Regions from separate parts of the Macaca mulatta genome. Here region 1 is linked to region 2. A link is a contact called in public Hi-C data. All regions are on one chromosome and are shown on one strand. Each heading gives the region's core, a stretch centred on a gene start, on an enhancer-like site or on the middle of the called end of the contact. The rest is flanking DNA. Distances are from core to core; before and after follow the strand shown. Region 1 holds the start of UNG (uracil DNA glycosylase). Region 2 holds the start of ISCU (iron-sulfur cluster assembly enzyme).

Region 1 (5,973 bases), core at 1,664-4,163, 540 kb before region 2:
AGTGGGAGATGGAGGTTAAGGCTGAGTGGTAGGACGTGGCCCTATTTAAAGAGGGCTGCTCTGTTTTCATAGTTCAACAGTGAGGAGCCACGGTTTTTTGTTTTTGTTTTTTGAGACAGGGTCTGCCTCTGTCCCCTAGGCTGGAGTGCAGTGGTATGATCTCGGCTCACTGCAACCTCCGCCTTCTGGGCTCACGCGATTCTCCCACCTCAGCCTCCCAAGTAGCTGGGATTACAGGCATGCGCCACCATGCCTGGCTAATTTTGGTATTTTAGGAGACACCAGGTTTCATTGGCCAGGCTGGTCTTGAACTCCTGACCTCAAATGATCCTCCCACTTTGGCCTCCCAAAGTGCTGGGATTACAGGCATGAGCCACTGTGCCCAGCCCCACGGACTTTTGAACATGAGATGGACAAGAGCTGCCAACCAGCAACTGTTATATAAGACAAACTAAAGCAAAGGGATCTGTTAACAGAACCACAAAACTATTCAGGCCAGAAAATCAAGAGCTTGAAAGTGCTAACTATAAGGCAGTGTGGTCAGGTCAAGGTGGGGTTGACTATAACAAGCTGCAAAAGATTTAACTGCTTTGTGTGTCAGTCTGAACTTCATCACCACCATAGTATCTAACACTGAGGGAGGTTAGTTTCAGGATTTAAAAAAAATACAAGAAATAAGAGCACAGGATGTACATAGTTCTCCTTTTTGCCGCATAAATAGCATGTGGTAAACATTAAAAAGAGTAAATACAGGCTGAAACACAGTCAGCCAAACCTCACAATTTCAGTGTTTTATTTACTACTGAATGATGGACTGTGGCTTAACTCCAGTGTCCCTAATTTAAAAATACTAGTTGACTCCTTCTCCCCAATAAAAATCATCAAGTTGTACTTACATCTCTTATGTCACACATCTGGGTCCAGGTGAAGACTTGGTGTGAGGGTGGATAAACAGTGTAATGCTTTCTTTCTTCTGCAACAAATCCCATTAGCTGATTTAAAGATAAACTAGACTTAAAATCAGATTCTCACTGGAGGCCATAAGAATTAAACAAGAAAGCTTCTAGTGCAAGTTATTTGGAACATCATTAGTTCTTTGTCGTGTTTTATGTCCAAATTCTTTTAAAAAAACAACCAACAAGGCCGGGCGCGGTGGCTCAAGCCTGTAATCCCAGCACTTTGCGAGGCCGAGACGAGCGGATCACGAGGTCAGGAGATCAAGACCATCCGGGCTAACACGGTGAAACCCCATCTCTACTAAAAATACAAAAAATTAGCCGGGCGAGGTGGCGGGCGCCTGTAGTCCCAGCTACTCGGGAGGCTGAGGCAGGAGAATGGCGTAAACCCGGGAGGCGGAGCTTGCAGTGAGCTGAGATCAGGCCACTGTACTCCAGCCTGGGTGACAGAGCGAGACTCCGTCTCAAAAATAAAAAAACAAAAAAAAACCATCACCAACAAAAACAGTGCCTGCCTGCCCCCCGCTCCCCCAAGTGGTTCAATCAGGCCAATTCCCTGCCTTTTTTTCTGGGCTGGGTCCTAACAGTGCCACTCCTCCCGGCTTTTTAAAGTTCAAGCCAGGTTTCATTCAGGATGGTTGGTGGTTTTACTATGCCAGCCTTTCCTGGACAATAGACTATGTGACTTAAATGAATCCATGATACCATCTCACGGGTCGTTAGCAACTTTAACCAATATAAAGGTGCAGACTGAAACATCATGGCTTTCTTTTACCCCCTTTGTGAGTAAAGGACGTTGAAGGGAGTACAACCTAAGCCTATGGAAACATGAACTTCGCCGGCCGCAGTAACAAGACAAAGGGCCGGAAGCCTCCACATTTACCCTTATGGAAGATGCATTTCCATATTTACCTTGATAAAATACGGTTTTCCGAACTCCCCGCTGAGGTGCTTCTTCCAGCTCTCCCCAAAGCCCACGGGCACGTTGCGGGCCGCAAGTCTGAGCAGGGCCGCGGCCTTGTTCCTCTGGATCCGGTCCAACTGCTCAGCACTCAGCGGCGAGGAGGGCGGCGTCCCGGGCTCCTCCTGCGCGGCCGGGGCCTTCTTGGGGGGGTTGGCCTGCAAGGGGTCCCCGCAGAGGCGGCTCAAGAGCTGCAGAGGCCGCTTCCCAGGAGTCCGCAGCTTCTGGCCCAACCCCCACGGCCCAAGGCAGAAGACGCCCATTAGTGGAGCAGGTCGCAGCAAAATCGGACAATAGGAGCCCAGGACTGGGCCCAGTCCGGGAATTGGGAATTAGATTCTAAACCGGAGCGGGGAGTGGGGCTGGGAAGCGGCCCCGCGGAGCATCAAGGAGACTGCGGACCCAGTACCGAGGTGCCCCGCCCCGCCAGACCCGCCCCCCACAGCCCCACGTGGCCTTTTCGCGGCAAAAAAACTCCCTCTGGGGTCCCGCCCCCTCTCCCCTCTGACTGGACAGCGCACCGAGCCAGGCGGGCCTGCGGCGCGCGGATTGGCACCATGGGCGCCGAGGCGCGTCCCCATTGGCTGATCCCTCAGCATGGCGGCCCATGGGGGACAGCGGCGGCTGTTTTGAACACGTGGAGGCTATTTGGAAAGCGGGGCCCCGGTTTACCGAGTTAAGAGGCGCGCTGCTGCACGCCCTCAGTCAGGCGGGACCCACCGCCTTCCTCCCTCTTTACCCCCCCAAGTCCCGGCCCCACGCCGCGCCTCACCGCCGCATCTCTGTTCTCCTCAGGCACGGCCGCCACGCCAGTCCCCAGGACGGCCGGCTCGGGGCTGGGGGCGCGTCGCTTCCTGGCGGGGCTAGGGGAGAAGAAGGAGTAGAGCGTCTTCTGGCCGATCATCCCGGAGCCGAGGCAGCGAACGCGCACCACCCGGGAACCTGCGAGGCTGGCCCTGGCTGTGGCGGTCAGCAATTGGCGCCAAGCGGCCCGCGCATGCTCCGAGCGGGGGGCTTTGCTGGGGGCGGGGGGCGGGGGGCGGTGGAAGGCCCAGTGCGCATGTGCGGGAGGGGCTGGAGTGCAATGCCCCTGGGAGGAGGTGGGGCGTGCAACGGTGCCCGCGGGCCTATTCATTCATGCCCTCGACCCACCTCTGCCCTTTGGAAAGGCTCTCCAGGCTCAGCTGCAAGACGAAAAGACTGGCCGGCCGCGGTGGCCCACGCCTGTAATCCTAGCGCTTTGGGAGGCTCAGGCGGGAGGATCGCTTGAGGCCAGAAGGTTGGAGCTGTAGTGAGCTTTGATCGCGCCATTGCACTCCAGCCTGGGCGACAGAGCGAGACCCTGTCTCTGGGGATAGGAGGGAAAAAAAGTACCTGGCCCTTAAGGGTGTTGTTGGAGTGCAATGAACAATATAATAGTATTGTCCGGGCTTGACGGCTCACGTCTGTAATCCCAGCACTGTAATCCGAGGCGTCTCAAAAACAGAAACAAACAAATACTATTATATTTTTTGTGTGTGTTTTGTTTTTGAGACAGTCTCGCTCTGTCACCCAGGCTGGAGTGCAGTGGTGTGATCTTGGCTGACTGCAACCTCTGCCTCCCCAATTCAAGTGATTCTCGTGCCTCAGCCTCCCCAGTAGCTGAGATTACAGGCGCACGCCGGCTGAGTTTTGTATTTTTTAGTAGAGACAGGGTTTCACCATGTTGGCCAGTCTGGTCTCAAACTCCTGACCTCAGATGATCTGCCCACCTCGGCCTCCCGAAGTGCTGGGATTACAGGCGTGAGCCACGATGCCCTGCCAATAGTATTTGTTGAACTGTTACATACATTATCTCACGCAATTTTCATGGCCTATTTTATGACAATAAACTAAGGCTTAGCACAAACATTTTGCCTAATGTATCAGGCTTGTGGGAGACTTTCGAGTCACAGAGGTTAAACCCCAATGATTTGTCCTCCAAATGACACCACTGTACAGCACCTCCTCCCCACCACTACTAATATGCTTAGGATTCTCTTTCCTTCCCTTACATCCAAACCATCCATATCTCCTTTTGGTTCTTTCTCCAAAGAAAATCTCAAATTCAACTGCTGCTCTTGCATTTCCTGGCTACAGAAGACCAGATGGGAAGCTGGTGTTCTCTTTTCTAGAGAGAGATTTTTACATCATGACAATACTCTGGGCCTGGCCCAGCTCGGTGGCTCACGCCTGTAATCCCAGCACTTTGGGAAGCCTACAGGGGCTTATTGCTTGAGCACAGGAGTTTGAGACCAGCCTGGCAAACATGGTGAAACCCCGTCTCTACTAAAAATACAAAAATTAGCCAGGCGTGGTGGCACGCACTTGCAATCCCAGCTACTCGGGAGGCTGAGGCAGGAGAATCACTTGAACCCAGGAGGCGGAAGTTGCAGTGAGCTGAGATCGTGTCACTGCACTCCAGCCTGGGCGACAGAGCAAGACCCTGTCTAAAAACAAAAAAAGGAAAAAGAAAAAAAGGCAATCCTCGGGTTAAAACCCTTCTACGGTTTTCAAATAGGCTTAGAATAAACCCCAGCTTCCTACCCAGGTCTCAATGCTGCTTCCTCTCCGGCGGAAGCCCCCACTACTGAGTTCAGCTCCCAGCACATTTGCTGGACACACCCAACTTGTCCCTCTGTGGCCTGTACACTCTTGCACTCACCATCCCCTTGCCTGGAAAGCCTCAGGTCTCCGCTCAAGATCTTTCTCTGAAAAGGTCTTCTCCTCCTGCCCCACTTCCTAGCCCATCGCTCTATAACTGCTATACTATACAAAAGCATCGTATTTATTTATTCTTTTTATACAGTTTCTTTAGAGACAGCATTTTATTTATTCTTTCCTTGTGTGTTTCTGTCTCCATCCCCAAAATGTAACCTGAGTGAGGAAAGGAACTCGCTCCTTGTTGCTGGTGTGTCCCGGTGCCTAGGACGAGAAGCTGAAGTCTAAGAGAGAGAGGCTCAAAGCTGAAAATCATTTGCCTTTAGAGCCACTTTGAAAAACAGTTCCACAGTTTTGTATACAGGTAAACATACACTTACCATGTGACCCAGCACTCCCACGCCTAAGCATTTACCCAAGGGAGATGGAAATCTGTATTCACACAAAAGCTTGTATGTGAATGTTTATAGTGATTTTACTCATAGTAGCCTAAAACCAGAGAAACAACCCTATGTGGGGCCTACTCCCGTGGGGCATCCCTTCCATCCAGTAATAAAAAGGAACAAATAAGTGATACAAATGTGGGTATATGACTGGGCACAGTGGCTCATGACTGCAATCCCAGCAGTTTGGGAGGCCAAAGCAGGCGGATTGCTTCAGCTCACCAGCTGAAGACCATGGAGACTAGCCTGGGCAACATGGCAAAAACCCATCTCTACAAAAAATACAAAAATTAGCCGGCTGTAGTGGTGCATGCCTGTAGTCCCAGCTACTTGGGAGGCTGAGGTGGGAGTGGAGCCTGGAAAGTGGAGGTTGCAGTGAGCCGAGATCATGCAACTGCACTCCAGCTTGGGCGATAGAGCCAGACCTTGTCTCAAAAAAAAGGTGAGGGAGGGTGGCATAAATCAATCTCAAAAGCAATATGCTCAAGTGAAAGAAGTCCCACAAAGGCTATATATTGTAGGATTCCTGTCTCAGTCTGTTTTCTGTCTCTTAGATTACCTGAAACCAGGTAATTTATTGACAAAAGGAATGTATTTCTCATAGAGGCTGAGAGGTCCGAGGTGTTGAGGGGCTGCATCTGGTGAAAACCCTCTTGCTGGTGGGGACTCTGCTGAGTCCTGAAGCCGTGCAGGACATCACATCGCGAGGGGCCTGAGTGTGCTAGCTCAGGTCTCTCTTCCTCCTTTTATAAAGCCACCAATCCCACTCCCATGGTAACCCATTAGTCCATTAACCTGTGAGTCCATTAATCTAGTCATTCATTTATGAGGACAGAGCTCTCATGTCCCAATGGCGTCTTCAAGGCCCCACCTCTCAATACTGCCACATTGGGGATTAAATCTCAACACGGCTTTTGGAGGGACAGATATTCAA
Region 2 (5,899 bases), core at 939-3,438:
AACAACAGTTTACCCAAAGCACTAGACACTATCTTCATGTTGCTCCCAATCTGGGGACAGGTTTAATTTACTGTGTTTCTTATCTCATTGGGGACTGCTAGCTCACTGGGATTTTCCTTTGATCAGTAAAATTTACAAAACTCTTTCGTTGGCTGAAGTTGGAATTTAAACTTATACAGTGAGTACAAAAATGAGATTACTTTTCTATTTCGGAAAAAGTCGGCATAGTACACTAGCCTAGCAGGAGAGCTACGATTGAGGCCCTGTTCCAATCATGTCTAACATGGACTCATCCCATCTCACAGGAATAAAGATGGAGACCGAGTGAAATGCTGTATGTGCAAGTGCTTTGTAAACTTAAAGGGATTATTGTTATCACTATTAAAGACTAGCCATACCTGTAATTTCATTACGTCACCACATGCTGGAGCCCCCACCAGTCCAGTTCCAACATTTTTAGATGTCTTGTCAAGGGACCCCACGTTTCTAGGATTTTCATAATGATCAACAACCTAAAATGAGAGGGTTAAGATAAATCGTGTTCACTCTCTATTGGTGCTGGTCTCTGGTATGGTGGCAAGCTCCTGGAAGTCAGCATCTTGAACCTGGCAGGCAATCACCAAATTTCACCTGAGTAGAAAGGTCTACACTCATGTCAGTGAGAACCATTTGTGACCCCCAATTCCTTTTGTGTCTCCTCTACAACTACTTCACAGATTAGCGACACCTAGAAGAAAAAAATATCAGTGAAATCATGTCTTAATTCCATAGGGTTTTTACAAAAATACTTGACTTTTACCCACCTACATCACCAGACTTGGGCTCAAACAGCAGTTTTGTTATTTTCAAATAAAAACTATCCTCAAAGGATGATTACTATTTAAAAATTCTAAAAATAACTATGGCCCAGGAAGGGAAAACTTTTAGAAGCCTTAAGGTGACTGTTACACAGAGAACAATGCTATGGAATGTGTACGTTTATGTGTCTTTCAAAATAAAAACAGTGCCATTACCGTATTTCAGAGCCTGTCATCACCCTGGTGCAGCAGCGCACCCTGGCTGCTGAAAGGCTGCTAGTCCAAGTTTCCTCGGGGTGTACCCTCAACGAAACACACCGCCGGGAGGGGGAGGAGTGAAGAAGCCCTTGGAGAAAGGGCAGAGGCCAGATCAGAATCAACATCTATTCGAACTGGCACACAGAAGGCCTTAATGTGGTTACTGGTTAGTAGTAAGCACCCCGATCTTCCAGTCCCCTTTTCCTCCCCATCTAAGGATTTTGACTCCAAGTAAAGGCCCCTATAGGATAGTATCTAACGGAGGGACTTTTTGTGCCACGTTGATTTATTCTGTTTCTAGAGTGGCAGTCTCACGTCTGGGGGACTTTGCGTCACCAGACAGCAAGGGGCTGCAAACTATGCATCTATCCCTCCTTCCCCGCCAAAAAAACCCCCAAAACAAAACAAAAACACTACGCATGTTGGTTACAAGTCTGACTCCCCTATGCACTCCTAAAGCAGTAACAAAAACGGTCTCCTCGTGCTGGGGCCTATGTGCCAGGAACCATGACAGGACTCCATGCACAGTATCCTTTGTAAGAGACAGCTGAGAGTCCTCATTTACACCTGGGGAAACAAGTTCAGAGAGGCGCAGTGACTAGCGCAAGGTCATCTGGCCAGGGCAGCAGCGTGGCTGAAGCCGGAGCCCGCTCCGGGGGTGTGTCTGTCAATGGACTGTAAAAGACAAGTCCCAACAGGACCCTGCCTCCTGGGCTGTTGGCGAATTTAAAGTTGGGACGCACGAAGTCGCGGCCAGCGGCGGGGCCCCCTGGAAGTCGCAGCCCGATAAGCGGTAACTGTTGTTTATCAGTTGCAGTGAGCCTCACTGCGTAGCAAGGGAAAGTGAGTCAGGGGAAAGACGTGGGAGGCGACAGCTAGTCCTGGCTGCGTAGAACCCCGCGGCCGCCGCTCCAGCCCAGGCCTCCCCCGAGTCGGCATTCCGCGTGTCCCCTCGTTTGTCCCTACCTTCTTGTGATAGAGTCGGGCCGGGGCCGATAGCTCCCGGGCGGGCAGGCGGGGGCTCCGGAGCAGCAGAGCCGACGCTGCCCGCCTCAGACGGCCAGCTCCAGCTGCCGCCATCTTGCCGGCTTGCGCCTGCGCCAGTCCAGAGCGATGCCGAGGGGCGGGGCGCGTCTGCGAGTCGGCGCCGAGCTGGGAGCGCGCCTCTCTGGCGTCACCGAGGCTTTGCGCCTGCGCCTTACCGTTCCGTGCAAGCCTCCGCCCTGTGGCCCCGCCTTGACCACGCCTCTCGGGGGCGGGCGGGGTCGGGAGCGGGAAGGTCTGAAGTCGCTAGAGGGCTTGTCCTGGGTGCTGGATTCTGGTTGAGAGAGGATCTCAGGCTTCTGCAGTGTGGGAATGCGGCGCAGAGGACCACTGAGTCCACTTTTCCTAACCCTATTTTGCAGCTAAGGAAGCTGAGATTCAGGGCAGTTTGGTCACTCCGTCCAAGGTCGCTTAGGGCTTAGGTTCAATTAGAATTCGAACTTGGGTAGTCCTGGGTTAGAATCCTGGTTCGGTTCCTTCCTGGCTGTGTGTCCCTAGACAAATGGTACCGGCTTGCTAAGTCTGAATCTTCCCTTTTGTATTAATTCGAGGACAATTCCTTCATCATGAAGCCAGCATCTGTGTCGAGTACCTACTATGTGTCAAGGCACTCTACTAGACCCGGGGATCCAACAGAAAGCAAAACAGACGTAATTCCTGCCTATTAAGCTTGCTAATGAGGGAGCAAGGTAGAGATAGAGACACACTCCAGTACTTGCCTACCTCAACAATGGGAAGCTTAAGAAGGAAACGAACACCATGTCCTGATTGAAAAAAAATGAGTATATGTCTATTTTTCTCTCTAAAACAACAGCAAATTCAATTTATATGTCGGTGCCTAGCAATTAAGAATTTCTAAAGAAATGCGTATTTACTGTTGGTTTGCAGTATGTGAGCTTATAAAACCGGAAAACTCAAGTGTATTTAACGCCTCCTAGGTACCAGATGTTTACATAAAGGGGAAGAATTTCTTTGGGAAATGGATTTTTCTCTTGAATGGTGAAATCGATCCTTCCCCGAGGACCTGCAGTTTTCTTTGCGTTTGAGGTGCAGTTGCTGGGGAGACTAAACCCAAGCGCCAGGTCACGCTAGGCGATAAGTAAGGTATTTTTTCTAAGAATCACTTTGACCTTCTCAAGATGGCGCCAAATTCTTTACTACAGACACCACGCTCGCTCCATGACTTCCTCTATGGCCTCCACTTCCTGCCCAAAGACCCAACTTCTGTCCGAAGTTGTGACGGAACGTATGCCATGATAATGAGTTTTTTCTCTGGTGGGAGTTTTTACAGGGGTATAAAATAAAATGAATTTAGTGTATTTGGAGATTTTCTCGTTATCTAAGGTTCCCAGTTTCCCTTTCAGTGTCAAGAAAACGGGCTTTTGATAAGGCGCGCGCCGCGGGCAGCTTCTGCCTCAGCGGGTCTTTGGCGGCCGCGGGAAGACCCGAGAGTCATTAGAAGCGCAAGATGGCGACTGCGGCCGCAACCTCGGCTTCAGAACCTGAGGCTGAGTCCAAGGCTGGGCCCAAGGCTGACGGAGAGGAGGATGAGGTTAAGGCGGCGAGGACAAGAAGGAAGGTGTTATCGCGGGCTGTGGCCGCTGCGACATACAAGACCGTGGGGCCAGGGTGGGATCAGCAGGAGGAAGGCGTGAGCGAGAGCGATGGGGATGAGTACGCCATGGCTTCCTCCGCGGAGAGCTCCCCCGGGGAGTACGAGTGGGAATATGACGAAGAGGAGGAGAAGAACCAGCTGGAGATTGAGAGACTGGAGGAGCAGGTGGGCCCGGGGGTGGGCAGCGGGCACCTTCCAGTCTTTCAGGTCCTCAGGTCCCCGTGTCCTGGCCCGCCTCCCTAGTCCTCGGCGGCCATAAAGCCGCCAAGGCTGCAAACCCCTTTTTCATGACCGTAGCTCCTGTCATTTGAGTGCTTACTGCGTGCCCGGTGCTTTGCAAATGTTATCCCATTGAATCCTCCTCACCACCCTGTGAAGGAAGCCCTGTTATCTATCCCCATTTTATTGGAGGAAACTGAGGTTCGTGGAGGAAAGTCTCTTGCTCAAGATAATACTTCCTGCAAGTCAGGCCTCGTACTTTGATCCCATTCCAGAACTCCCCCTCGTAGCCACACGTCCAACAGTAGAAATACACTCGTTCACAAGAGACTGTTACTTTGTTGTGTAGGAATGACGGCGGTGATGAAACTTGTGGTAGGAAAAATATTGACCGCGATGGTGATAATAGAAATGGAAAGGTTTGCTGGTTCTGGAGGTTAAGGCCTCAGTTCTAGCTGTTCCACCCTTGTATGTCCTTGTGAGAATTTCTTAATTTCTCTGATCCTCTCGGCTTCCTCATCTGCAGATTGGGAGCAACAATGTCTGCATAATATAATTGTTGTAACAGTATCTATAGTCCAGTGCCTAGCATCTAGTCATAACATGGTCTTTCGTTTGTAACCTTACGAGGTGGTGATATCTACTGTATAATCCAGGATCTCAGCAGGAAATAGGTGGCACATTTAGATTAGGATGATCTGAGAGAAAGTAAGGGTGTGGGTAGGGAAATCAGGAGTGAAGGTTTAGTATCCCATGGCTAGTAACTCCAGAACCTGGTGTCCATCTTTGGGCCTGAAGGGGTGAAGGGAATGATCTGAGTTGTGTAGAGAGGGCACCTGAGACCTGCTGATAACTTTGTTCAAGGGATGCAGCCCCAGTTTCCTGTCAAGGATTGGGGTGGGGGAAGAAATACCTTGACCTCCCTTTCTTCCTTCCACCAAACTTCCCCTGCTGGTGCCTTCTGCTGGGCAGACCCATCTGGAAGCTGAAGAGCCAGAAAACCTGTATATGGGGTCTATACTCGGGGACACAGGGCAGGGAGGAGAGGGTAGGGTGTGTTTGGAGGGGGCAAACAGAAGAGATGGAGCACATTCTCTTTTTTTTTTTTGAGACAAGAGTCTCGCCCCGTCATCCAGGCTGGAGTGCAGTGGCACCATCTCGTCTCACTGCAAACTCTGCCTCCCTGGTTGAAGCGATTCTTCTGCCTCAGCCTTCCCAGTAGCTGGGATCCAGGCATGCCCCATTGCGCCCGGCTAATTTCTGTATTTTTAGTAGAGATGGAGTTTCACCATGTTGGCCGGGCTTCTCTTGAATTCCTGACCTCAGGGGATCCACGCACCTTGGCCTCCCATAGTGCTGGGGTTACAGGCCTGAGCCACTACGCCCGGCCCACATTCTCTTTTTACAGATGAAGAAACAGAGGTTCAGAACAAATGATGAAATGATTTGCTTTAAGTCGTTCATAGTGGGATTTACACTGAAAATGTGGACTAGATGCCACACTGGATGTGAAATCACTCAGGGAATGTGAAGTTGCTAATCTAGGTTACTCATTAAACGTTGCTGAGTGTCAGTTTCCTTATAATACTCCCTCTGGCACTGATATTTTTGTTACATTATGAGATAGTGATGTCATCCATTGGTATAGCTTGTCCCACCCATTACATTTGATTGACAGAGGAACCAGTTGGGGTTGGCAGGTAGTTACCATTTCCACTTTTTATAAATAAGTGTACTGAAGCTAATTTAGTCTTATTCAGCAAGTACAGCGTGACACTGCGTACCAGATTGACTGTGTCCCTGCCCTTGTTGATATCATTTCTTCAGACTGCTAGTCCTGGGCCTTTCGATGAGCCTATTCTGTGACGTGGGGGAAAGAGAGGTTTGGGACCAGAGAGGTTAAGTCCTTGATGAGGGTACACAGCTTGCTAAGGAGCAAGAAAGGGGAGAGCAGAGGTCTCCTGGC

The links. Hi-C and Micro-C count contacts between places; a contact is called where the count stands out from the background.
Region 1: a contact with region 2 is called in a Hi-C map of fetal cortex germinal zone, with 4 times the contacts expected there. The contact joins the promoter of UNG here to the promoter of ISCU in region 2. A contact is called at or near these places in 3 of 14 Hi-C or Micro-C datasets (fetal cortex germinal zone, fetal cortical plate and liver).

What each region holds. Positions count from the first base shown.
Region 1 is chr11:116,228,503-116,234,475 of T2T-MMU8v2.0, reverse strand. It overlaps UNG (uracil DNA glycosylase), which reads right to left and starts at 2,913. Exons shown (of 6, transcript XM_015152724.3): 1 at 2,690-2,913; 2 at 1,869-2,075. The coding sequence starts at 2,821.
Region 2 is chr11:115,687,324-115,693,222 of T2T-MMU8v2.0, reverse strand. ISCU (iron-sulfur cluster assembly enzyme) reads right to left here and starts at 2,188. Exons shown (of 5, transcript NM_001261474.1): 1 at 2,022-2,188; 2 at 399-512. The coding sequence starts at 2,135. SART3 (spliceosome associated factor 3, U4/U6 recycling protein) reads left to right here and starts at 3,557. Exons shown (of 19, transcript NM_001257555.1): 1 at 3,557-3,879. The coding sequence starts at 3,568. LOC144333019 (a long non-coding RNA gene) reads right to left here. Exons shown (of 2, transcript XR_013401325.1): 2 at 3,554-5,186.